Regions from separate parts of the Delphinus delphis genome. Here region 1 is linked to region 2. A link is a contact called in public Hi-C data. All regions are on one chromosome and are shown on one strand. The core of a region is the stretch at or near the end of the contact, and the rest is flanking DNA. Distances in the headings are between cores, read along the strand shown.

Region 1 (2,700 bases), core at 124-2,623, 230 kb before region 2:
CTACAGACCGAGTGGACGAGACTTTCTGCAGGCTTCAGAAAGGAGAGGACAATTAGTGTGATCACAGGATCTGATTAAAGTGAAGTCTAGAGACTCCATTTCCCATCATTCCACAAGGCAGGAGGGGCGGAGGGTGATTTCATTCTAGTTCCAAGTACTTCCGGGACACACACACACACACACACACACACACACACACACACACACACACACACACACACACACTCTCTCTCTCTCTCTCTCTCTCTCTCTCTCTCTCTCTCACACACACACACACACACACACACACACACACACACACTCTCTCTCTCTCTCTCTCTCTCTCTCTCTCTCTGTCTCTCACACGAACACACACACACACGAACTCTCTTTCCCAGCGCGCTTTGGGGCTACTGTCCTTCCGGGTATGAATCGATAAGTGGGGCGATATAATGCATGCACAAAACCCAAGGCTACTCCTAGCAGCCGGCTTCCTTCTTTTGGGCCTTTCAGGATCCTGTGATTTAGGAAGCGTGAGGATGCAATAAGCTTAATGGGGGTTCAAGAAAAATTATATTTTCATTTCTTTCAAACTTCGGCTCAGCCTGCTGGTGCAACCTACATTGCTAGAAAAAGCTAGACAGTATCCGAAGACTGTATTGTCCTGAGAAACCACCGGAAACTTTGTTTCCTAAATCGTTTGCGGGGAGGGTTTTCCTTCCGGATTTGTGGAAACTTAGAACTTGGAGTGTTTGCACTCCATTTTCCAGCAGCCTCTGATAGACTTCGGCTGTTTCTTGGGACCTGGCGGCGGGGCAGGAGGCGTTGAAACTTTCTTCAGTCTCCCCTGGGCGACTGCTGTCTTTCACCTTTCGCTCACGCTCTCCCGAAGGTACCTATTAGACTACACTTCCCGGCAAGCCTCTGCAGTCTCGTCTCACAAAGGGTCGGGATCCGGTCTGGACTATTCCCCAGCATGCTTCAGGATCATGGTAGATCCCTCCCCTTAAGTCAGTGGGAAGGCTGCCTTGAACTCCATTTCCCAGAAGACACGAAGGCTCGCTGTAGCAACTGCTCTGAAGCCTCGGTGTTGACTACATTTTCCAGCGGGGACTGCGGCCTAGCGAAAGAGGGAGGAGGAATGCTATTCCATTTCCTAGCCTATCTCCGGAACTGCAGTATCCACTTGGGGCTTAGGGAATCACATGGGACTCCATTTCCCGGCGTGCTTTGGGAGTAGCTTCACACCTGCAATGCGGTGAGGGCGTGGCGATGACTCCATTTCCCGGCTTGCCTCACGGCCCGATTGCGGCGGGTCCGCGGCCTCCGACTCAATTTCCCAGAGGGCACCTGGCGCTGGTCGGCATACAGCCAATATACTAAGTGAGCGACTGGACTCCGTTTCCCGGATTGCATCACGTCTACATAGCTCATTGATGGAGTACTACATTTCTGAGCCACACCTAGGGACGCGCGGTTGCCGCAATGGAGTGAGTGTGCGACTCTGATCCTACTTCCGAAAGTGCTTCAGGGTCCGCTGTGGGCACAGTCGGCCAACTTATTGACCAGCACTGTGTTTCCCGAGGTGCAGAACGACCTATCAACCCCGCGGTCCACTCTGAGGTCTTTGCGGACTCCATTTCCCGGCGTGCCGCGCGGCTCTCTGTGAGGGCCGACAGCGGCGACGGCGGCGCGCAGAGCCGGCGGACTGCATCTCCCGGCGTGCCGCGCGGCGGGCGCTGGGCCGGAGCCGGAGCCGGAGCCCGAGCGGCGCGGCCTGGAAGAGGCCGGATCCCGGGGGAGGCGGCAGCAGCGGCAGCGGCGGGGGCAACCCGGGCAGCCCGAGCCCCGCGGCCTGGGCCTGCGCTCGGCGCCATGAGCGGTGGCGCGCCTTCGGGGGGCGGCCCTGGGGGCTCGGGCCGGGCGCGGACCAGCTCATTCGCGGAGCCAGGCGGCGGTGGCGGCGGCGGCGGTGGCGGCCCCGGGGGTTCGGCCTCTGGCCCAGGCGGCAGCGGCGGCGGGAAGACGTCAGTCGGAGCCATGGGCGGGGGCGTGGGGGCCTCGAGCTCCGGGGGTGGTCCCAGCGGCAGCGGCGGAGGAGGCAGCGGCGGCCCCGGCGCGGGCACCAGCTTCCCGCCGCCCGGAGTGAAGCTGGGCCGTGAGTACTAGCGTCGCCCGTGGCGGGTGGAGATCGGATCCCTGAAGTCACTTAGACGTCGATCAGGTTTTTCTTTATGCTTAGAGAGGAGCTCGAGGTCACTGTGCCTCCCCAAACTGGGATCTGAGCTCTCCCCCATCCCAAAGAAAGGGATTTGGGGGGGTTACCATCACTTGGAGTTTAGAATTAGATTTAGTAATCCTCTAAGAGACAGGGGTCACAGGTTCCTGTTCTTCCAGTACCGAAGTCTTGGGTCCGTGAGCCTTAAAAACAGGGATCCGATGTTGCCAATCATTCGAGAACGGGATCAGGGGTTATTGTCGCTTGCAAATGGGGCTCAAGGGTTATTGTTTCCTAAGAGAAGAAGAAGAATATCATCACCATCCAGAAGGAGCGATCTGAATGTGCTCCCCTTCAGAGCATAGGGATTTGGAGTGAATATCACTTAGAAACAGCGATTTGGGTTTGCTGTGTCCCCAAAGAACAGGGCCAGGGCTTTCCAAACCTGGTATATAGTCATCTTCTGTTTTAAAAGACGACGTCTACTATCATTATCTGTCCGT
Region 2 (2,700 bases), core at 100-2,599:
ATCTCAACCCCATGAGTGTGGTACAATTACAGGGATGAACAAAATCGGACTACAGGTTGGATCTGTTTCTTTTACTTTAACCTTTGCTTCTCATTTGCTTTTGTTCACTAAAAGGATACTGTCTATAGGGAACCCTGCCCCTCTGCTTGAATGTTAAACCAAAGTGCCTTTGTTCAGGGAAACATCCTGACCCTGTCCACCTGTGAATGGCTGCAAGAAAGAAGAAATTAACACATCCCCTTCCTGAGGCTGTCCATTCCAGGAGATATCTGCAAGACTTAAGGCCTTTTTACTTCACTTCCTCACCTCCTCCCCTTCTCTGTTCTATAAAAGAAACTGGCATCCAGACCCCAGTCAGAGACACTAGTCCGCCATCTTCTCAGTCTGCAGGCTTTCCAAATAAAGTCGCTATTCCTTGCCTCAACACCTCATCTCCTGATTTATTGGCCTGTCCTGCGGCGAGCAGAGAGAGCTTGGACTTGGTAACAGTACCACCAGGATCTTCACTGTCCCTTTGAGGACACCGAGGTTCAGGGAGGTGATGAGGTCAACACAGCCTGAATTTTGACCTCTGACCCCAGAATCCCAGCTCTTTTCGTTATAGCAACTCCGTCTTTTAAAAATTCTCACCCCTTCAATAAAACTAGAAGAAAATAAAATGATAAAATGAAAAAAAACTCAACCCTTTCCTTTCCCCCACTTCCCTCCGTCCTATCCAAAGCAGGGGCATCCCTAGGTCCCTAACCCTAACCCATTCATCCTTGGGAGCCCAAGGGTTGTGGGGGGAGCTTTGCCCCCTACCTTAGATGCACCCCCCTCCAGCAACCATGGCCCCATCACTAGCCTCTTGAAGAAGGAAGAAATAGATTCCCACAAATTCTCTACAGTCTCGCTATTCAAAATGTGGGCCATGGACCAGAAGCATCAACATCACCTAGAAACTTGTTAGAAATGCAAATGAATGGTCTCACCCTAGATCTGCTGAGTCAGAACATCTGCGTGTTTTAGCAAGTGTTTTCTTTTATACCTTCTAGAGTCAGAATGACAGCTCTACACGGCCTCCATCGTACCCTGCACGGGGGAGTACACAACGTTTTCTGCCTTTAGAGCTCCGGCTTCTGACTTTAGAGCTCGCATACCGCCCTGACTCCTGACGACCCACCTTTTCCGACTCCACGCGTCCTGCTTCTGAAACTACAACTCCCACAATGCCCAGAGGCGTCACTTTACGCGACTACATCTCCCAAGGTGTTTCGCGAGCCATACCACCATCATGGCGCCCACTCTCTCCGACATCATCGGGACTACAACTCCCACAATGCTCGGCGGCAAAACTACCGCCCCGAGACCGGCGCCACGTTCGCTCCCGCTCCGCTGGGTGAGGCCAGGCTCGGGCGGGTCCCGCGGAGTGTGCAGGGCCCTGGGTTCGTTATAGCGGTTCTTTCCCTCATAGCACAGACATGGCGGCCGAGAAGGACCAGCAGAAGGATGCCGAGGTGGAAGGGCTGAGCGCCACGTGAGCAAGCTGGATCTAACCCCCCTGACCGAGACCCGGGAGTCCTGGTCCCCCGCCCCTTCCTCCCTGGGGTCCTAGGAATCCCGGCCTCCAGACACATGAGTCTGGGCCCCTGGTGTCCTCTTCGAGGACTCTGGAGTCTGGGTCCTCAGCCCCTTTCTCCCCGGGGATCCAGGAGTCTGTGACCATATCTTCCCCAGAACCGCGGAGTCCGGCCCCCCTCGGTCCTCTTCTTGCTCGAGGGTCCGGGTTCCATCCCGGTCTATCGCTGACCTGGCCCCGCACCCACCAGGACCCTGCTGCCGAAACTGATTCCGTCCGGCGCGGGCCGTGAGTGGCTGGAGCGGCGCCGTGCTACCATCCGGCCCTGGGGCTCCTTCGTGGACCAGCGGCGCTTCTCGCGGCCCCGCAACGTGGGCGAGCTGTGCCAGCGCCTCGTACGCAACGTGGAGTACTACCAGAGCAACTATGTGTTCGTGTTCCTGGGCCTCATCCTGTACTGTGTGTGAGTGCCTCTCCGGCCCAGCCCCGCGCCCACCATGCTGCCCGGCCCGCACTGGCCGGCCCCGCCCTCAGCATTCGGCCCCTCCTCTCACTGACCAGGCCCCGTCCCCATGGGGTAGTTCTGCCGGACCTTTTGACCGAAGGGCCAGGTCCCTACTCCCGCATGAGCCTGGCCAGGATTCAGTGTGACCAAATGTGACCTAGACTTCCCCAGCCCCAAGGACGTAGCCTGTCATCCGCCAGTGTAGAAGGTCAGGGCCTCCGTGTCGGGCCCAGTCCCAGCTGCCTGACGCATGCCTCCCTGCCCTCTTCCAGGGCGACATCCCCCATGCTGCTGGTGGCTCTGGCTGTCTTCTTTGGCGCCTGTTACATCCTCTATCTGCGCACGTTGCAGTCCAAGTTTGTGCTGATGGGTGAGAAATCCCCTGCCCTCCTCAAATCCTGGTCTCTTGGAATGCAAGCCTTTGACTCCAAACCTAAGTCCTTGTGAACCCAAGTCTGCCCAAGCGTAGATCTACACTAGATCCCCCAAACTCAATCCCTTAAAGTCTCAGACACACCGGATGCTTCCACCCACTCTCAGCCCCCCAAGTTGCTATTCCCCAAGCCCAGAAGATATCCCAGAACCCACCTCCACCTGCTCCTGTCCCTTAAACCTCCTCCTTTCCTCTCCCTCCTCC

What was found. Hi-C and Micro-C count contacts between places; a contact is called where the count stands out from the background.
Region 1: a contact with region 2 is called in a Hi-C map of lung, with 5 times the contacts expected there. The contact joins the promoter of GSK3A here to the promoter of RABAC1 in region 2. A contact is called at or near these places in 2 of 3 Hi-C or Micro-C datasets (lung and muscle).

The regions. Positions count from the first base shown.
Region 1 is chr20:11,774,845-11,777,544 of mDelDel1.2, reverse strand. GSK3A (glycogen synthase kinase 3 alpha) reads left to right here and starts at 1,373. Exons shown (of 11, transcript XM_060000305.1): 1 at 1,373-2,137. The coding sequence starts at 1,855.
Region 2 is chr20:11,548,576-11,551,275 of mDelDel1.2, reverse strand. It overlaps RABAC1 (Rab acceptor 1), which reads left to right and starts at 1,349. Exons shown (of 5, transcript XM_059999118.1): 1 at 1,349-1,516; 2 at 1,809-2,021; 3 at 2,336-2,433. The coding sequence starts at 1,461.